Linked DNA regions of Mus musculus: all the other regions are linked to region 1. Evidence: chromatin contacts called from public ChIA-PET, HiCAR-type and HiChIP or PLAC-seq data. All regions are on one chromosome and are shown on one strand. The core of a region is the stretch at or near the end of the contact, and the rest is flanking DNA. Distances in the headings are between cores, read along the strand shown.

Region 1 (5,184 bases), core at 1,741-4,240:
ACATACATATATATATATATATACATATATATACACATATATACATATATATTTATGTATATTAAACTCTGTTTTGAGCATCAAATACCGTGACTACTGTAGTGGTATCCAACTCTCTTGTATAAATATGGTCAATTTGTTATCTACTTAAATACAGTGCCAATTTGCACCTAGAAACATGAGCAGTGGTTCATTTACTGTGACTTAGTTATAAATTAAGCAATAATAAAATTATGTACTGTACTCAATTGATAAACTGAAGAAAGTTAGTTAACTCTCACATTTCTCATTTATAACTAGTTATTTCCTCTTGGTTTGGCATGTGGTTCTTTCTTTTAAGGGGGTGGCTGTTGGGGCAGGATCTCCCTCCCTCTGGCTGAGGCTGACCTGGAACTAACTGTAGCCCAGGTTGGCTCTTAACTCTTAGTGATCCTCTTAATTTCGCATTGAGAAGACTGGGATTGCAGGCATGAGCCACCACACACAGCCTGGCAAGGCTTTTAAATTGCGGTTCTAATTATTTTCATTAATTTAAAAACTACCCACTTATTATGAGACAGAGTCTTATGTAGCCCAGGCTGGTCTTGAATTCCTGCTCCTCCTCCTTCTACTTCCCAAGTGCTGAGGTTACAGGGTTACAGGGCTCCTTTCTCAAATCCACTTATTTTCTGTGTAAATATTTATATCTGTACTCATTTGTTAAGATAAACTTAGCCTTTAAATGGGCAGCTCATGTATAAATAATAAAAAGAAAACACTAGTTAAAATCTGTTTAGCCCGAGGTTAGGCAGAGCTGTAAATGTAACAAGTGTGAAGTGTGATTGACAACCTCAGATTAAATAATTCTACTTAACAATTTGACACTGTGAATTTTTGTTTTTTTGTCAAAATTCACTTGCTCAATAGTATGACCAAAGAAGATGTGTAGTTTCCCCCCTGCCTGTCTGTCTATTTTCTTCTTTAGTTGAGAACATGTCTCATTTATCCCAGACTGGCCTGGAAATCAATACGTAGCCCTTGCACTTCTTCTGATCCCCCTGCCTCCATCTTGAGCTGGGATTGTAGGCAAGTACTAGTACATTCAGTTCTATGCAGGATTTAGTGCTTGCTAAGCAAACCTCTACTCACTGAGCTATACCCCTAGCCCTAGGCTTTGCTTCTTTTTTTTTTTTTTTTTTTTTTAAAGATTTATTTATTTATTATATGTAAGTACACTGTAGTTGTCTTCAGATACACCAGAAGAGGGCATCAGATCTCATTATGGGTGGTTGTGAGCCACCATGTGGTTGCTGGGATTTGAACTTCAGACCTTCAGAAGAGCAGTCGGGTGCTCTTACCCACTGAGCCATCTCACCAGCCCTAGGCTTTGCTTCTTAAGTCAACAGAAATGCCTCAATATTTTCACAAAAATATTGTGTGTGTGTGTGTGGGGGGGGCAACAGGAACCTGTTCGGAGCAGTTAGTAAGCCAACCAACCTGTTCTAAATGCCTTAATATCAAGTTTTCTTTGACTAGCTCTAAAAATATTCATTTCCCCATAACTTCATTTTTACTCTCCATCTACCGCGTACAGAATCAACAAGGGCAGAGAGATGTTCAGCAACGCTCAGTGTTCATTTGCCAGCATCCACGCGATGGTTCCCAGACATCCGTAACTCCAGTTCCAGGCAACCAAAGCTCTCTTCTGGCCTCTGCAGGCACCAGGCACACACGTGGAGCACAAACATACATTCAGGCTAAACACCCATACATATACATTAAATAAAATAACGATTTTAAAAAATCAACAAGGAACCGAGTGTTTCTGGTCAAAAATCTGTCACACATCATACACTTTGGAAAAGCCTTAATTAAGGTTAACGGAGACAAGGCTTGCTTCAAATTGATGCTCACTTTCTATTGTTCATTCTTTTTAGTTTGAGGTGAAGACCTTTGGTCCTCCTGTGGCCTCAGGCAAAAGGACACTGCAAATTTGAAGGAAAAGCTAGGACACGGGAGGTTAATTTGCTTCTATCTACATGGAATAAATACGGAGCAAAAAATCGCTCATCAACAACCATTATTTCTTCGCAGAACTTTCAGCGATTAAGTTGGGACTGCAGGAGCGCACCCACCACAGAGACATCCATTCCCAGCGGTACCTCTTATTGTCCTGGGACTTACTCCCTACACACCTCTCACTCAGAGACGCGAGCATCTAGGAAAGCCAGGTTACAGCTCCCTGGTGCTGCCAGGGTGATCTCAAAGACAGTAGAGCCGCGCCTCTCCCACTTTTGGCTGGTTCTCAGATGAACCCCACAGTCCCGAGGCGCCGAGAGGTCGACTCTGCAGTAAGATCTGAGAGCTTGGTCTGATCTCCGCAGCTCTAGAGTCGCCTTCATCCCAGTCCCTAGAAAGATGATGGTGCCCAGGCTTCCCCGCTAGCCAAGCACTCCATGCCTCGAATCTATCGCAAACCCCTCTTTTCTCTCCAGGCCTAGGCCTCCCTCCAGGCCCACTTTAGGGGCTCCTCCTTCGCCCCTGAAACCGATCTAGAACCCCAAAGATCAAGGCGAGCCCCATCCCACGTCCTCCTCGGCTTTACGCGCAGCGCCCCGCCCTGGGACTGGTGAAAGGAGGGGGGGTGACTGGTCAGCTCTGGAGGGGCCAGGGCCCCCACACTCACCATCCTCAAGCCGAGTCCCTCCTCCTCCTCCTCCGCCTCCTCCTCCTGCCTCCCCCGTTACCAGGGGTAACTGCTGCGGCGCCGCCCCTGACGTCCCTCGCACGCACAGCGGAGGAACGGAGCAGCGGGATGGGGCGGGGTTCTGCTCCTCTCTACCCAAAGTGCGCAAGCGCGCCAAAGCGCCCGCCCATTGCGCAGGCGGTCTCGGGAGGGGCGGGAGGGCGGGGCGGGCTGGTGAGCGACCCAGCGGGAGGTGCAAAGCCGCCCACGTGGCTGGCCGGAGCCTGTGGCCTCTGATTGGTCGGAAGTGGGGGCGTAGGGCGAGGGGGTGGTTCCCGGGCCTAGCCGCGACACTTCAGTTCTGCTTTCCTGGTCAGCTTCGCCTGGTGGCAGTCGCGGGGTGCATCCCTCTGGGACCAGGTAAGAGTTCGCAAGTGCAGCCAAATGCACAGCTACTCCTAATCCCCGCGCCTCCGAAGGGAGCGTGGTTCTGCTCTGTTGCGGCTGCCAGGCGCTGCGTGCTGGACTTGCATCTGCAGAAGCCGCGTGGCCGGAGGGACCCACCAGGGCTCCAATGGATTCTTCCCTTCTGACCCCGGTTGTCTTCGGGTGCCAGGCTTTAGGGCTCAGGAGTTGCGGCTACGTCTCTATCTCCACATTCTTGTTAGAATCCAGGATAGGTGATTTGTACTGTGTTGGGGGAGGTCGCCTGAGAGAGGGCGAGAGATAGGGAGGTTGGGGACCGGTCCCTAGCATTGAGGTTAGCTGGCAGCGGGAGTGTTAGATTGTTTGGGATCTGCTGGATTTTGCTAAACCGGGTTAGACTGCAAGCGCTACCTCCCGCTCCTCTCACGCCCAGGGCCGACCACAGGACCTTTGTGGCATGTTGGTTCCCGACAACCTGCCTTCGTGGAAATTGCATTCTTCCTAGTGGAATGTTTTTTTTTATATGAGGTTTAATTTCCTTACAACCCTAGAAATCGGTTATTGTAGATGATAAGAGTCCGGACTTGAACTAACTTGTAAACTATTTTTTTTTTTTACTTGTAAACTATTTTATAGTGTTGCTTGTAAACACTGTGGCCCAGGTAGGAGTGCTGTTTGCCCCCGGGGACTGAACTCAGAATGCAGGGGTTTGTACAGGGTAGGCAAGCACTCTGCCACCGACCTACATACACTACACCCCACACCTCAGAGCTGTTTATACCTGTTAATAAGCAGAGAACTCTTCCAACAGCTCATAGTTTAGGTAGAAGTGGTATCTCTGGAAGTCTGTTGATGTGTGTTTACCTGTTATCTATCTTACAGGTCCATGTATGTCACGTACATAGAGAGCAATTCCTGTCGCAAAGAAAGGGTGACATATTATTATTATTATCAATAGTTTAATCTGGGGTTCAGGCGTTACCTCTTTCACCAACCTAGTTGCCATTACTTAAACAAAGGCAGATTTTTCCAGTATGGGTTTTCAGGTTTGTTGTCGTTGTTGTTTTGAGAGTCTTACTATGGAACTCTGGCTGGCCTGGAACAAAACTATGTAGACCATACTGGCCCTAAATTTGCACAGGACTGCCTCCTTCCTGGGTACTTCTGGGCACTGGGTACATAGTGCGAAGCTTTCAGGTCTTTTTTACAACCAAGTAAAGAACTTTCTATAAAACCTTTAAAACTATTTGCTTTACGTATATGAATGTTTTGTCTGCATGTATGTAAGTGCATCATCACATGTGTCTTTGGTACCCGGGAGCTGGAGTTATGGGTGGCTGTCAGTCACCAGGTGGGTGCTGAAAACTGAACCCAGGGATTCTTGCAGAGCAGCGATTGCTCTTTAAAGTGCTGAGCCATGGCTCCAGCCCCACAGTCAGAAACATCTGCTACCTGCCTACTTGTATCGGATCCTTGGAGGGAAAAGTCAATTCTGAATCTTGACTAAAGAAGTTCAAGGTGATCAGACAGAAGGTGGTGGCGCACGCCTTTGATCCCAGCCCTTGGGAGGCAGAGGCAGCTGGATCTCTGAGTTCGAGGCCAGCCTGGTCTACTAGGACAGCCAGGGCTACATGGAGAAACCCTGTCTCAAAAAAAGGAAAAGGAAGAATAAAAGAGGCACTAGGTGAGTTGTTAGATTAGAGACCCCTCCCCTTCCGTTTATCTACTAATCTACTGCTCTTCACACTGGGGCCCTTTTGTGGGAAAAGGCACATTCAGGGTTCCCTCAGGTAGCACGGTATCTGTTTTCACTGTTACCTTGGAGTCCCGATGAGTGTGTCTGTAAGCAGGAGCCTGGGCCTGCTGGTTTAATTATTACCGTCATTCTCCTGCTTGTTCTAGGCAACCTGACGGTAGTCTGCTATTTCAGTGGTCTTTGGTCTGCTCTTGCAGAGTTTTGAGCTGCCTGGACCTCCCCTGGCCAAGTGCCCACAGGGCAAATATTCTATGGGGGCAAGTACTCTTACCTCAGAACTGTGACTATGGGTCTGTTCTGAGCTTTGGTCCCACTTGCTGGAGGAGATGAGCTTTCT
Region 2 (5,184 bases), core at 1,741-4,240, 570 kb before region 1:
CACACACCTTTAATCCCAGCACTCTGGAGACAGAGATAGGCAGATTTCTGAATTTGAAGCCAGCCTGGTCTACATAGTGAGTTCCAGGGCAGCCAGGGCTACACAGAGAAACCCTGCCTCACAAAAATAAGAACAACAATGTTTTCAAAGAATTCTTGGTGCTCTTGTAGAGAGGACTTGAGTTGGACTCTCAACAACAATGTCAGGCAGTTTACAACTGACTGTAACTTCAAAGGAACCTGCACACATACTACATACACCTGCATAGATGTGCACATACATTAAAAAAAAAACCAAGGCTAGAGAAATGGCTCAGTAGTTAAGAGTACTTGCTGCTGAGTTCCAGAGGCATGAATTCAGTTTCCAGCACTCACTATCAAATGGCTGACAACCACCGAAACTCCAGCTCCAGGGGAATATGATGTCCTCTTCTGGGGGGGTATGATATCTTCTTCTGGGCTCATTAAGCAGCTACACACATGTGGCATACACACATTCATACATTAAAATAAATTTTCAAGATTTTACTTTCTATACTTTCTATTTGTGTTGTGGCTGGCTGATTGTGCAGGCCCAAAGAGAGTGAATTCCTGTAGCTAGAGTTGTAAGCATTTGTGAGGGTACTGAGAGCCAACTCAAGTCCCCTTGAAAAACACAGTGTTCTCAATGGCTGAACCATCTCTTCAAAACCCCAAAATAAAAATTAATCTTAAAAAAAAAAGCATGCCCTCCCCAAACAGGGGAGCCTGACAAATCAATCAGTATTCGGGGAACAGGGTATGGCAGTTCATGCAGATACAGGAACGACAGTTTATAATTCCAGTGTTTGGGCAGCTGAGGCCGACGGATTGTCAAGGGTTCAAGGACAAGCCAGGCTACAGAGCTACAGAGTGAGAATTTGTGTCCCCCCCCAAAAAATATATATATAAACATATATATAAACATATATATATATATATAAACACACACACATATATACATATATATGTATATATATATATTGCTGAGGAAACACCTCAGTGCGTGAGTACGGACTTTCATCAGTGCTGCTGAACCTGATGTTGCTACTCCAGCTGGCGGTGTGAACCTGGGAGAGCCAGCCTGAAGCGTCCGTGAACTAAAGTTTTATGCCATAGCCAACTTCATTTCTCGCAGCAGACAGTTTTTACTCTAAGGGTTAAAAGGAGTCAACTAAGTAAAGTGTCCAGTCACAAGGACAAGCCGCATGTGGCAAAAACAAAAACATGTTTTTCCATAGAGGCGTAAAGACAACAATAGTCAGTTGTAATCAATAACATAAGTTAATTTACTCCTCTCTGATACAGCTGGGGAGGGTGCAGAGGTTATCTTGTTTATTGTTTATAGACTCGTTTATTCGGAGTTCTCCCACAAGGTCTCAGCTCCTCACAGCTTCATCCGTGAACCACGTTCCCACACCTGAGTTTGATTCCTGACACCTGTCTCAGTCACTCTTCTATTGCTGTGAAGAAATACCACAACCAGGGCAACTCTTTTTTTTTTTTTTTAAGATTTATTTATTTATTATATGTAAGTACACTGTAGCTGTCTTCAGACACTCCAGAAGAGGGAGTCAGATCTTGTTACAGATGGTTGTGAGCCACCATGTGGTTGCTGGAATTTGAACTTCAGACCTTCGGAAGAGCAGTCGGGTGCTCTTACCCACTGAGCCATCTCGCCAGCCCCAGGACAACTCTTATACAAGAAACCATTTAATGAGGGGCTTGCTTGCAGTTTCAGAGCATCAATCCATTATCATCATTGGCAGAGAGCACGGTGATGCACACGGCAGTGAAGCAGTAGCTAAGAGCTCCAGTCCCATCCACAGGCAGACGGGAACCTGGACCTGGCATGGGGGGTTGAAATCGCAAAGCTCACTGCCAGTGACACACTTCCTCCAAGGAGGCCACACATAACTAATCCCAGTTCTTCTCAGAGAGTGCCACTCTCTGATGACTAACTATTCAGATATATGCGTCTGTGGGAGACCATTCTTAGTCAAACCACCACAGGAACCACGTGGTACAAGGCAAGAACCAGCTCCGAAAGTTGTCCTCTGGCCTCTGAGTGGGTGTTGTGGCGTATGCCCATAATATTGCACGCACACAAACACAGACACACATAGATACACACACAAACACACACACATTCAATATAATTTAATTTAAATTTTTAATGAGGAAGGCAGTGAACAGGAACAAAGTAGAATAATATATATATGTGTAAAAATGCCAGCCATAGCTTGGTCAATAAAGTGCATACCTCAAAAGCTTAAGACGCTAATTCTATCCTCAATGCTTGGTATTGTGGTTCGAGTCTATAATCCCAGCGTGGGAGACTGAAGCAGGAGGATCTCCCGAGCTCATTGGCTGGCTAGCACAACCTAGTGGGTGAGAGGTCCTAGTGAAAGAAGTTCTCTCAAAACAGTGTAGAAGGTTGGCTTCTGAGGAAAGACACTGAGGCTGACCTCCAGCCTTCACAGGTGCACACAGGACTAAGAATATGGAGGAAGGGGATGCGATCATGAAATTCATTACTTTGTATGCTGACTTCAAATTTAAAACATATGTATAAAGACCAGGGATGGTAGTGATGAACTTTAATCACGGCACTTGGGAGGCAGAGACAGGAGAATCTCTGTGAATTTGTGGCCAGCCTGGTGAGCGGAGGGTTGTTAACCTTACAGTTTTTCCACTAAATTTCCAGGCGGTTGAGATTTGCTATTTGGTCAGGGCTGATACGGTGTCAGTACTCAACCACAAATAAGGTGAAAGAGCGAGGTTCAGAAAGAAGGGAGACGTTTTGAGACATTCTCACGGTGCCTAGGAAACTTGAATCCAGAGCGGGGACCCTTGGGTGCTGCGGATGCTCCTCCCTCGGACATCTTCCCGCAGCTCCGCCCCCGGCGCGCAGCGCTAGCGGGGCGTGCCCTGGGGCAATCCCGGACCTCGCCTGGCGGGGCGGGGCCGGGCGGAGTCGACGTTCAGTCCAGGGCTTGGCTCACCTCATTCACCAGGGACGGAAGTGTCAGCCCTGCACTCCCCCGGGTACCAGGACTAGCAGTCCGGCCTCGCCCCACTGGGCGATCAGGCCTTGGCTAGCTCCTGCGGCAGAGGCGTCATGAAGCGTGCAGGAACTCTGCGCCTGCTTTCGGATCTGAGCAACTTCACCGGCGCGGCCCGGCTCCGCGAGTTGTTGGCGGGGGACCCAGCTGTCCTAGTCCGCTGCAGCCCTGACGGCCGCCACTTGCTGCTATTAAGACCCCCCGGATCGCCCGCCCCACAGCTTCTAGTGGCTGTGCGTGGGCCCGGCCTGCCGCTGGAGCGTGCCTGGCCGGAGGGCGACCCCTCGCCGCTGGACGTCTTTTTCGTGCCGTGGCTGGCGCGACCCGCGCTGATCTTGGTATGGGAGAGTGGCCTAGCAGAGGTTTGGGGCGTGGGGATGGAGCCTGGATGGAAGCTACTTCAGAGCACTGAGCTGTGTCCGGATGGTGGAGCCCGCGTGATGGCCGTGGCCGCAACCCGAGGCCGCCTAGTTTGGTGCGAGGAGCGTCAGCCGGGTGTTAAGGACCAACCAGAGCAGCTTTCAACGGCCTTCAGCCACCGTGTGTGCTTCAAGACCCTGGAAACCAGCGGGGAGGCTGGCACCAAACTAGGCTGCACCCACATCCTGCTACACCATTGCCCCCTTTTTGGACTGATAGCCTCCCGCAAGGACCTCTTCCTGGTGCCTACTACCAACACTTGGTCTGGTGTGGCCCACCTTCTGCTCATCTGGAGCCCAAGCAAGGGGAAGGTAATAGTTGCTGCTCCATCTCTTGGTCTTTCACACAGTAAAAGCCTGAATCCCAAACAAGGGGACACTTGGGACTTCCGGACCCTGCTGCGAGGCCTTCCTGGATTCCTGTCCCCCAGGGAGCCACTGGCTGTACACACTTGGGCCCCATCTTCGCAGGGCTTGTTGTTGCTTGACTTGAAAGGGAAGGTGAGCCTAGTGCAGTGCCATGGTGGTACTCGAACCGTGGGAATCCTGCAGGAGGCCCCTGTAAGCCTAAAAGGGTCTGCAGCCCTGGGGACATTTCACGGCACTTTAGCCTGTGTCCTGGGCTCCACCTTGGAACTACTGGACATGAGCAGTGGGCGGCTGTTGGAAAAAAAGGTTCTCAGTACAGACAGAGTACATTTGCTGGAGCCTCCAGCCCCGGGCATGAAGAACGAGGAAGAGCTGGAGACCCGAGGAGCCCTACGATTGCTTTCAGCCTTGGGTCTCTTTTGTGTGTGTTGGGAAACTCCCCAAGGCCTTGAGCTGCCTTCAGACAAGGACCTGGTGTTTGAGGAGGCCTGTGGGTACTACCAGCGTCGGAGCCTTCGAGGTACCCAGCTTACCCCAGAAGAACTGAGACACAACAGCATGTTTCGGGCACCTCAGGCCCTGGCCTCCATCCTCCAGGGCCACCTGCCCCCGTCTACACTCCTGACAACCCTGAGGGCTGAGCTCCGGGATTATCGTAGTATAGAACAGCTCAAGGCCCAGCTGGTGGCTGGGGACGATGAGGAGGCTGGCTGGACTGAGTTAGCGGAGCACGAGGTGGCCCGCCTGCTGAGAACCCAGTTGACAGGAGACCAGCTGGCCCAATTCAACACCATTTTCCAAGCCCTTCCTACAGCAGCTTGGGGTGCCACCCTCCAGGCACTGCAGCTCCAGCCAGATAGGAGTGGCAGGCTGAGGTCCCAAGCACCCCCGGATGTATGGAAGAAGGTCCTAAGGGCTCCAACAGCTGGAAAGGAACATCCCAATGGAATACTGCCGCCCTTTGAACTCCTGTGTCAGTGCCTGGGCCAGCTCGAGCCTCAGTGGCTCCCCCCATTTGTGAAACTGGCACAGCAGCAGGGTGGCCCCGGCTGGGGGGCTGAAGGCCCCAGTCTGCCCCTTTACCGCCGAGCCCTGGCAGTGCTAGGTGAGGAAGGGAAGAGGCCTGAGGCTCTGGAACTCGAGTTGCTTTTGGGCAGTGGGCGACCCAAAGCCGTGCTACAAGCTGTAAGGCAGCTGATAAAGAAAGAAGAGTGGGAACGGGCTCTGGAAGCCGGGCTGGCCCTGGATGCCTCCAGCCCCCTGCTTCGAAGTGAGATCTTTAAGCTGCTGCTGGCAGAGTTTGCCCAGCACCGC
Region 3 (5,184 bases), core at 1,759-4,258, 530 kb before region 1:
GCCCCAAGATGTTCTTCATCGTAGGGGCGCGACGGGGGGGGGGGGGGGCGGGGGGGCCTGGAGGGGTGTGTGCATGTGAACCTTGTGGTGTTTCTGCGTGTGCATTTGTGTGGCTGCGTGTGCTCTGGCTTCCCTCAGTCACATGTGTGGGGCATGTGCTGTCTCTCTGTCGGGCTGGGGGAGGAGGAGGAGCCCAGAGACAGCAGAGCACAAAGGAGAGACTCAGGCAGGCAAGCAGGCAGGCAGGCAGACAGGCAGACAGCCTGCCAGAGCGCCTAGGCCCCAGGACTGCTCAGCGCTCAGGGTGGTGGTGGGCCTCAGACATAACCTGCTGTATGCTGCCAGAATGCCCTTGGTCGAGTGAAACATGTGCTCTTCTTAACCCATTCACCCATTCGTGCAAGCCTGGTCCTCCCCTCCTCACCCCAACTCCTACCATTCTCCACCCCCAGGCCTCTCTTTAAGCCCTTTCCCACGTGGTCTCCTCTTGAAGTCTAATGTCCATCCATTCAACAAGACACCAGTCTGTCAGACTTCTTCATAATCAAGAAAAAGACTCTCTCAGCCATCCTTCCCCCCCCTCCTCTCTTCTCCTTCCTTCCTCCCTCTCCCTCTCTCTCCCTCTGCCAAGCTATCAGACATACAGACAGACCGTGAGTTTTGGGTCCTCCTACACACACACTTCTGTGCATGGGTCCTCTTCCTGTCTCCATATCAGCCACAAAGACTCTTCCCACTAATGCATGCAGGTAGTTGCCCCAATTCCAGGACCAATCTCCCATCTTCCCCCAGCCTGGCAACTTCTCCATATAAAACCTCTACGAATAAAAATTTAAGTTTCGGCCAGGTGGTGGTTGGCGCATGCCTTGAGTCCCAGCACTCAGGAGGCAGAGGCAGGTGGATCTCTGAGTTCGAGCCCTGCAGTTCCTGGTCTACAGAGCAAGTTCCAGGATAACCAGGATTGTTACACAGAGAAGCCCTGTCTTCGAGGGGAAAAAAATAAATAAGTTTCAGCCCACTAGCTTGTTTAAAGCCCTGCCTTACTTTGGGTCTTCATACATCACGTTGTAGGGAAATGACCCACCGGTGGGCTAAGAGCATGAACTACCTTGTCTAGCATTGGCCAAATTGTAAAAGCGAAAACACATACACAAACACACAAGTCAAATTGGTGGGAAGGCTATGAAGCTAGGCAGGATTCCAGCTTGGCAAGCTCTTCTCTCCTCCTCTTCTCCACCCTCTGCAGCAGGAGCCAGGGATTCCCACACCCGGATAGTCCAGGATCCTCAGGCTTTCCTCCTCCTGGGCCCTATGCCCCTAAAATGTCAGCCACAGCAGCCACTTGAAGTGTGGGCCCAACCCAGTCCAACTTGGCCAGAGTCACGTGATTTCCAAAGAAGATTCTGCACTAGCAGCTTCCCTGGGGGGATTGTGTATTTGTATGAATGTTGGGGTGCGGGGATACGGCGGGGGGGGGGGGGCTCCTAGTTCTGAAGTTTAGGCTTCTCAGAATACAGGACATACAGAGGGGCAAGAGATCCAGCCAGGCTAGACCCAGGACACTGACCACTGACTTTCTAGAGAAAGCTGCCTCCATCCTGGAAGGAAGGCCAGTTTGAGGACACAGAGTTATAAGGAAGGGGACCGACTATATTCTGGGATTCTCTTTAGACTAACCTCTCCCATCACATGGCTCAACTGTTCCCTCCTAGCACTTGTGGCCTTATACCCCGACCGTACAAGAAAAATCTCAAGGCACTCTCAGACACAGGTGTTCCCTGGCAAGCTCTGATACCTGTTAGAGAGGGTTGTGATTTGAATTTGAGTCCTCAAGTTTTCACTGGGGGGGGGGTGTCAAGCATTGCTCCCCCAACTCGAATCTGCAAACCACTCTTAACTTCACGGCCTACCTGGAACTGCTACACTCCCCCTCCCACGAAGACTGAGATAGCAGACCCAAGGGCCCAATTATCTGACACCCCCTAGGAGTGCTTTTTGTCCCTCAGGAGGGCCAACCTACCCTGGCAACAGACAGGAAAAGTTAAAGGGGGGTAAGATGGGCTCCAATCAACTCCTCCCCCAAACAGCATCCTAAGAAACAGCCCGAGGGGGGGAATGTCACAAAATATGTAAGAGGCAATAAACAGCAGGGAAGGGGGGGAAACCCAAATCAGCCAATCAGAACTCTACGATGACCTGAGGGGGGGGTCAAAAGTCCAAAGTCACTTCTGATTGGCTAACACCCTGGAATTCTGGGAATTTCAGTCCCCCCCCATCCCTCCCCAGTTAGCCTCCCCCCCCTCAAAAAAAAATTACAAGCCATCCTTAGCACCCCCTTCCCGTGCCGCTGGGCTGCTGCGTATTTATACAGATGAGAAAACCCGGCCCCGATCGAGGCCCCTCTAACTCTATACAGCCCCCGACCCCCACCATGCCTTCGATGCCCCCCACATACAAATCCTCTCCAAACCAGGGGTTAGGGGGCCGAAAGGGAGGGAGGGGCCAGGCGGCCTCGAGACCCACTCACCAGGACAGGCACAGCCCACTGACATCTTCACATCGCCCGCCGCTGGGGGCCCAGCCGAGTCACGATGCCCGCCCCTCGCAGGGACAGGCCGGGCATGAGCCGCTGCCGCCGCCCGCGGCCCCCGATGCCCGCGCCGCCGGCCCGGCCCGGCCTCTGCCCGGTGCGGGCCGCCCCTGCCTGCAGCGAGGGGCCTGTCAGGCGCGGAGCAGACAGGAAGGAAGCCAGGCAGGAAGGCGAGCTGCCTCTGCGTGTGTACGCGCGGGTGTGCGTCCCCGGAGTGTGTGTCCGTGTGTGCGCGTGTGCGTGTGCGTGTCTGTGCGCTCCCGCCGCCCTCCCCGCCGCCGCCCTCGCGCTCGCTCCCGTTCGTTCGCGCGTCCTCTCCCTCTCGCAAGCGCCGGCTCTCCGGCCAGAGTCGGGCTGGGCCGGGCTTTATTAATATGCTAATTGTCCTGGTAGTGGGAGGGGAGAGCCGTGTCAAAGTGACCCGGGCGAGCGCGGCGCGAGCGGCGACGTGCGTGCGCCGCGCGGCGAGGGGCAGGGAGCGCTCCCGGGAACGGCATGCGTGTGACGCAGCTCTTAAAAAACGAGACGGAGGCAGAGACCCCGGCGAGGGCGGGCGCCGGGGAGCGGGAGGAGGCGAAGCCTCACGCTCGGCGTCCGTCCTCCGGGTGCGCGGGGTTGGGAGCGTGGCTGAGCGGGAGCGGGGATTGGGGGAGGCGGAGCCTGGGTGGGTAGTGAGGTGTACCCTCTCTCCACCCCCGGGAGGGATGGGGCGCTGACCCCTGCCTGTGCTCTTTGCGGAGACCCTGTGTGGCGCGCTCCACCCGAAGCTGGGTGGGAAAAGGAGCACTCTCCTAATTCTCAGAGCAACCCCTAGACTCATCCCCTTTCTAAATTAACCAGACCATGCCTGCTAAACCAGTTGGGACTAGAGCTAAAAGGGTTAATTAAGAAGGGACCCCACCCTCCCCCGCCTAAGGGCCTGAGGTCCGCATTTTGCAAGGGGACACAAGGGCTGTGGTATGACCATTAGGCTGGGAAGGGGGGGAGCACTACCAAAGCCATCCTTTCCTCTTGCAGGCTCTGACGCACCAGTTAAGACACTTCCCTTCCCCCACTTTCTTCTTCCAGCCCTGGAGCCTTCTACCCACCCACCCCCATCCTCCGCCCCCTGGAAGCAGCTCCCTGTTTTGGAGGTGGAGAACAGGAAACCTACTCCTTCAGTGCCCCCTACCCATAGGGGCAGAGGCCGCGGGGAGGGTTGGGGGTGGGGCATCCTGGACAGTCAGTCTATCTTCCAAAGGGAGAACCCTCCCAACCTTCAGGCAGTCCTCAAGGACTCCTCAACCCAACCCATGGAAGGGAAGAACTCTTCCATCCCTTCTCCAAAGCCCAGCCCTAGCTGCCTCATAAACAGGAAATACCTATTAGCAGGGAGGAGGGGAGCTGCTAGAAGGAGTTCGGGGGGGGGGTGTCCCCCAAGCCTTAGCTTCTCTTAAGCTTCGTGGTGTATTCCCTGGGTAGATTCTGGGGGCTGGTATTCCCTGTCTAAGGTATCTGAACTAGACTGGTTACACTGGCTTCCCTCTTCCCTTTGTTGCTAAAATGGGGATTGTTTGAAAAAGGTGTTTGATTTCCCTACCCCGATTTAGGAGTTTGCACAGCTGGCTTGACTGTCCAGGGGAGAGTTACAAAGGTGGAGGTTAAGGTGCCATGAGACCACATATCCCAACCTTAGGGGTTTTTTTTGTTTTTTTTTGTTTTTGTTTTTTGGCTAAGGAGCAAGAGACCATGGTAGTAGAGTCTGATGATTGAAAGGAGGGCGTGCCTAGGAATGAGAATACCCCTCCCCCAGTGTTTAGAATATGGGGAGCTCCTCGGGATTACGCCGCCTGCCGTCGTCCCCGTCCCCACCAAGGGCATAGAAGGACTTGACAAAAAAAAAAAAAAAAAGACATCCACACACCAGCATTTCCTTGGCAGCATCCTCTGCCAGAGTCCATCTCCTTTCCACTTTCTTTCAGAGGTCAGCACTAGAGGGAGTGGAGAGGACCTAAGGACCTAAGGCAACAAATAGCCCCGAGTTCTGGATGCTCAGATTTGAATCCCTGCACAACCCCTCTTGAGCTGTATGACAGCCGACAGCCCCACCCTGAGCTTTACCGTCTGTAATTAGCTGGATGAGATATGAACCAGACAATGTGTACCCCGCATAGCCTCTCTCCCCATGTAGTACTACTGGTTAGACATTAGTACAAGTATGCCTTTTTTTTTTTTTGGTAAAGATTATTTCAAGGATGACAAGAGGGTGCTGAATGTGAGTTGATACAGAGGAAGGGGGATATCTTTCAGCCTTTTGACTCCTAATCTCTATCATCCATGAATGTGAATGTGCCTTCTCCCAGTCCTGGGACCACTTGCCCCTAAGGCCACTCATTCCAAACAACTAGCTAGACCAGATTCCAAGGTGATTCCGATCACCTACCTGGTGGACTGTGGGGATTTTCTCATACCCCACAGAGGTCTTCCTTCCTTTTGAATGAGAGATTCTTCTACGTTGGAGGTGTAGAAGGTGAAATACAAGGACGGAGATGAGGTGGAGATAGGTGCAAGGAAGGAGACAAAAATAAAACTGCAGGAGTGAACAAGGACCTGGC
Region 4 (5,184 bases), core at 1,847-4,346, 520 kb after region 1:
GATCCGACTGCCTCTGTCTAAGTCCTGGGATTAAAGGTGAGTGCCACTACCTGGCTTTATTCCTTCTATGTAAGAAACTGCTTTAAAAGGAAGCGACAACATCCTGGGGAGATGTAGGGAAAAGTGAAATCATTACTGCTGCTAGGAGTGGGAACTGGGGCAGCCACTATGGAAGTCTGTGTGGAGGAGTCTCAGAAAATTAAAAACAGAACTGCCATACAACCCAGTTATTCCACTTGGGGTTTACTTGAAAGACTAAGCCACTGACCACAAGGCTATCTGCACGTCCATGTTTACTGCTCCCCTATTCACAGTGGCTAAAATACTGACCGTGTCTAGATGCCTCTCAGCAGAGTAGATAAAGAATGTGTGGTACACATTTACAGTGGGACCTTATTCAGTCAGAAGGAAAATGAATTGTCAGCAAGCAGGGGAACAGATGCAACAGAAAATCATTACGTTAATGACATAAGCCAGACTCAGAACAAATAACCAGAGTTTCCTGGTAAACAGAGCCCAGGTTTAAATGTACATGCATCTATGTATGCCTGTGTTAAGTCACAAAAGTAGAACGAATCCTGACGATTTGGCTGGGAGTAGGGAGCCATAAGGAGTGGGGTGGAGTGGAATGAAAGCTGCAGTAGTGACATCGTACTTGCTAACACTCAGCAAGTCACAGCAGATTCAAAACCATTCAGTTTTCTAAGTATGATGGCCTATCTACCACAGCTGAGCCACAGATTCCAGGAGCAACTTGAACTAGCTGGTCAAGGTCCAGGCAAGATTGGCAGACTGGTTAGCTTCTAAATGGGAGTAGGAGAAAACATAAGGGTATTGTTGCTATGGAAGCCAGCACACCCTTCTATTAACTATTCAAAGGTTTCAGATGCATTCATGCAACAAAATTTGAGACCTTAATTTTGAATACTTTCATAATGGTTACTGGAACAATGAAGAAAATCTAAATTTCCCTGGGTCTCTTTCACAGATCTTGGCCAATCTAGCCAAAGCAGGAAAATCACTATTAACAACCAAACCCTTCATAGTTCCAGCTCCCCTTCACTACACTCCCAAAGCATTCTTCTCCATTTACTTCATGATACATTCTTTAAAGTTATGAAGTAGGTTCTCATGAGAAACCCTCCGGAAAACTAAGACTCCTTGTCGTTGCCAGCTCATCAACCTTCTCAACTCTTTAAGTGATTGATACCTTTCACCGTTAGGAGGAGATTTGGTCATAATTGGTTAATATTGAGATGCTTAAATTTCATTCTATAGAATACTGCAAGAAGGATGATGTATTCCAAAGACAACTCATTCTGACTGCAGAACAAAGGGAAGGTACGGGAACTGGGGTTTTAAAGGAAGCTTAGATTTCCATCTAAGTGGTGTCGATGGTGATGTCTTTGCCGTCACTGTCATGGAGAGACAGGATTAATTCACTCTGTAGACCTAAGCTGGCCTTGCGTTCTGGGAGTAAATGTGTGTGGCACCACCACATGGCAAGCAAAGGTGATATTAAGGCTTAAAGCACCTTCCAACAAACTGCATATTGTTTTAGGACAATGACCTTTTTTAACAGTTAATATTGTTAACAATGCCCTGTATGGAATTTTTATTTTATTTTATTTATCTCAGTCTGTAGCCCCAGATGCCTGTACTCACTACATAGATTAGGCTGGCCTTGAAATTACAGAGATCTGCCCAACAGTGTTGGGACTAGAGGGACAAGCCATTCACACCTGGCAATAGGAACAAATAAAACTAAAATGTCCTGTCCTTGCAGTCATGTGCAAGCTTAGAGCCATTTGGTAGTGGAAAAAAATCACCAAAGACTAATAATTGTGAGCCTGTGAGTTAGTATTTTTTAAAAAAATGTACTACTGTTGAACAGCAGCCTGCTACAAAGTCTAAGCTGACAGGTTTTGCTTCTGTTTCTAAATAATCCAATAACTACTATTAAATACCACCAGCCTTTCCATGTGAAATGGGCATTTCATTAAAGTCTTGGGGTGAGCAGCTGCCCTTGCTTTGTAACAGGCTCCTGGATACAGCTATTCCCGTCTTATGGGCACCTATCTGGAGTAGTGCCATCACCAGGTATAAGGAAGATGAAAGTCAAAGGACCACAAGCAGCAAACAGCCTCTGTGGAAACCCTTGCACTGATCAAACACGGCAGTGACTCTCAACCTTCCTAATGCTGCGACCTTCCTTCTGTTGTGGTGAAACCTCTCTTCCCCCTCCCCCAATAAAATTATTCCGTTGCTCCTTCACAGCTGTAATTTTGCTACGGCTAGGAGTCTCGTAATGTAAATAAATATTTTTGGAGATAGAGGCTTGTCAAAGCGATCATGATCCACAGGTTCAGAACCGCTGGGATACAAAATCTAATCCGTTTTTAGAGCCCAGGCCTGGAGAACCGCAGGGCCATTCCACGTTTACTCTGGTTTTGACAAAGGCCACGGCGCAGGTAAAGGAGACCTGGTTTCCCGATCGCAGCTCGGAGGAAACAAATCGCTATGGCCATAGAGGCCAAGACACACGAACTCTGCCAGAGATGGGGTCAAAATCCAGAGTCCTCTCTCAACATCCACTGGATGGATGACCTTGGGGAGCTCCCCTCTCGACCGGCCTCACTCCCAATCCACACTGGGAAGTGGGGCATAAGGCTCTCCGCTAACCGTGCGAGCCCTGGGGCGCTCGTCACTCGCGGTGCTGAGGCTTCCTAGATCCGCCATGGGGCCCTGACCCTCATTTTCTCCAGCGCCTTTCCCATTCCCCAGCGTCTCCCCGCAAAAAGAAAACCTCGCGCTGTTCCGGGGCTGGAAAAACGGCCAGACTCTAGTCGGCCCTACAAAGCTCAATCACCGGACCGAGCAGCCAAGAGCGCTTTCTCACCCACCTTCGTCCGAACCCCAAACTCGGCGGCCGATGTCCTTCAACAAACCTAGCGACGAGCTCGGCCCGACCGGAAGACGCCCCCTCCCCGCACGCGACCGACAGGCCGCGACGACTCGGCCCTCGGCGTGGATTGGCTATAAACGCCAAGTCCCGCCCTTCTACTTCCCGTTTCAGCCGGCGTCAGACCCGACGTCAGAACGGAAGTAGCCCTGGTCTTACCTACGCTCGTGGACGAGTCGCGTGGAGCTGTCGGCTCCCTGTTCTGCGCGTGCGATTGCGTTGAGACGCTCCGTGAGGTATGCGGCGGTGGGAGCCTTGGGGCTGATGACACGGGAGCTTCGGCGTGGAGGGAGGAGACTTCATGCCTGTCACCTCGGCTTCCTGGCCTGGGTCTCCGGGTTTCGTGCTAAGCACAGTTGGCTTGGGATGGGAGGTCTTATTCCCTCAATCCCCTCGGAGCTAGCAGTTCATGCAAGCCATGCTGTCCTCTGCAGGTACCTTAAGTGCCTTCTCTACGTGATCGCCAGACTGTTTGGTGCCTCGGTCTCATCGGGTCTATAATGGGAACTATAGAGTCCCAGCGAAGTAGACCTTGTGAGCTATACTGTTTCTACGAAGCATGCACCCATAACAGAACAAACCTTACATTTTTCGTTCGTCGTCCCTTTCACAGTCTCACTCGGCTACTAAAGTTTTCTTCCTAGGTATCCCAGAACCAACCAGGCTGCCCTGCGTCTTCATTTATACCTCGTCTTGGTTCTCATGGTTTCCCTGATGTGCATCGTTTAAATCCTTACACTGGCTTTCACTTCTGTCCAATCTGTAGACTGAGGAATATTCTCCATTATTTTGTCACGTTCCCCATGGCTCTGAAGTACCAAGTAAACGCAAACTATTAATTTTTTAAGTATCTTTCACCAAAGAGCCAAATTATTTTCTAAAATATAAGTTGTTACCATGCTTTATTTTCCCTGTAGCTTAATTGAATAATTCAGCTTTTTAGAAAGCCTTTGAAGAGTTGTTTGACAGGCAACTGGTTGGTGTATTTTGAGAAATAAACTTTTTCTTTCTTTCTTTCTTTCTTTTTTTTTTTTTTTTTTTGAGACATAGTTTCTCTGTATAGCTCTGGCTGTCCTGGAACTCACTTTGTAGACCAGGCTGGCCTCGAACTCAGAAATCCGCCTGCCTCTGCCTCCCAAAGTGCTGGGATTAAAGGCATGTGTCATCACGCCTGGCAAACTTTTTCTTGTTTCTCTGTTGTTGTTGTTGTTGTTGTTGTTTTTAGCATTGTCTACCATCATATTTCTATTTACTATTATTATAGTTATTTTTGAGACAGGGTCTCATTATGGAGTCCTGTCTTGTCTGAAACTCACAGAGATAGGCCTTCCTCTGCCTCCCAAGTGCTGGAGTTAAAGGCATGGACCACCAGACCCGGTTCTTTATTTATTTAATGTACAGCTCAAAAGCATCATTCTTATGAAGTGTTCATCTTTACAGAATCCTGCCACTTCTCTTTTGTTTATGCATTATAATCTGACTTGTATCTTAAATTACTTTTTTCCCCCCTGAGACAGGGTTTCTCTGTATAGCCCTGGCTGTCCTGGAACTCACTCTGTAGACCAGGCTGGCCTTGAACTCAAAATCCGCCTGCCTCTGCCTCCCAAGTGCTGGGATTAAAGGCGTGCGCCACCACTGCCCGGCTTACCTTAATTTACCTACATTTTGTTTTCTAAATAATGTATGTTTGGCGGTATGGAATTATATATATATACACACACCTCACATAATTACAATGATTAACACTAAATGAACATTTGCTACATAGAATGCATTTCCTGGAAGATCGTGCACAGTGTATAGTTTGTGGTTTTGAGGTAGACAATATTGGAAAGATGAAAAAAATGGGAGCCTGACATGCCTTTTTTTTTTTTTTTTTTTTTTTTGGTGTTTCGAGACAGGGTTTCTCTCTAATGCATCCCTAGCTGTCTTGGAACTTACTCTATAGACCAGGCTGGCCTCGAACTCAGACCTTTTGGCCTGTCACCGTAGTGCTGGGATTAAAGGTGTGTACCACCACACAGCAGCATATGGACTATTTAATCATACTCTTGGATCTTGTTCATTGCTAGAAGGTTCTCTTGCCTGCTGATCATGTGCTCTATGAAGCCAGCCATCAGTGCTAGAGCTCACCATTGTCTTCCCATCAGCTGCAGAAGACCCCAACATGGCAAACCTGGAGGAAAGCTTCCCCCGAGGGGGGACACGGAAACTCCACAAAT

Evidence for each region. ChIA-PET counts read pairs in DNA pulled down with a chosen protein or histone mark. HiCAR-type assays count read pairs that join an accessible place to other places. HiChIP or PLAC-seq counts read pairs in DNA pulled down with a chosen protein or histone mark.
Region 2: an RNA polymerase II ChIA-PET map of memory CD8 T cells shows a contact between it and region 1, with 16 read pairs. The contact joins the promoter of Hps6 here to the promoter of Sfxn2 in region 1. A contact is called at or near these places in 1 of 39 promoter capture datasets (pre-B cells) and 1 of 115 datasets of contacts at active chromatin or transcription factors (memory CD8 T cells).
Region 3: a contact with region 1 is called in an H3K27ac HiChIP or PLAC-seq map of microglia, with 4 times the contacts expected there. The contact joins the promoter of Ldb1 here to the promoter of Sfxn2 in region 1. A contact is called at or near these places in 2 of 115 datasets of contacts at active chromatin or transcription factors (microglia and pancreatic cancer cells) and 3 of 9 other capture datasets (adipose tissue, liver and pancreatic islet).
Region 4: a contact with region 1 is called in a HiCAR-type map of astrocytes, with 2.5 times the contacts expected there. The contact joins the promoter of Pdcd11 here to the promoter of Sfxn2 in region 1. A contact is called at or near these places in 6 of 39 promoter capture datasets (the 3T3-L1 cell line, erythroid cells, hematopoietic stem and progenitor cells and 3 more), 2 of 115 datasets of contacts at active chromatin or transcription factors (astrocytes and pancreatic cancer cells) and 2 of 9 other capture datasets (adipose tissue and macrophages).

Annotation. Positions count from the first base shown.
Region 1 is chr19:46,570,375-46,575,558 of GRCm38.p6, forward strand. Sfxn2 (sideroflexin 2) reads left to right here and starts at 2,991. Exons shown (of 12, transcript NM_053196.3): 1 at 2,991-3,085. Arl3 (ADP-ribosylation factor-like 3) reads right to left here and starts at 2,808. Exons shown (of 6, transcript NM_019718.3): 1 at 2,666-2,808. The coding sequence starts at 2,668.
Region 2 is chr19:46,000,488-46,005,671 of GRCm38.p6, forward strand. It overlaps Hps6 (HPS6, biogenesis of lysosomal organelles complex 2 subunit 3), which reads left to right and starts at 2,991. Exons shown (of 1, transcript NM_176785.3): 1 at 2,991-5,184. The coding sequence starts at 3,139. The region is part of intron 1 of 4930505N22Rik (RIKEN cDNA 4930505N22 gene); the gene reads left to right.
Region 3 is chr19:46,042,303-46,047,486 of GRCm38.p6, forward strand. It overlaps Ldb1 (LIM domain binding 1), which reads right to left and starts at 3,009. Exons shown (of 11, transcript NM_001113408.2): 1 at 2,528-3,009. The coding sequence starts at 2,552.
Region 4 is chr19:47,087,670-47,092,853 of GRCm38.p6, forward strand. Pdcd11 (programmed cell death 11) reads left to right here and starts at 3,097. Exons shown (of 36, transcript NM_011053.2): 1 at 3,097-3,198; 2 at 5,113-5,184. The coding sequence starts at 5,130. It overlaps Atp5md (ATP synthase membrane subunit DAPIT), which reads right to left and starts at 2,978. Exons shown (of 4, transcript NM_023211.5): 1 at 2,904-2,978.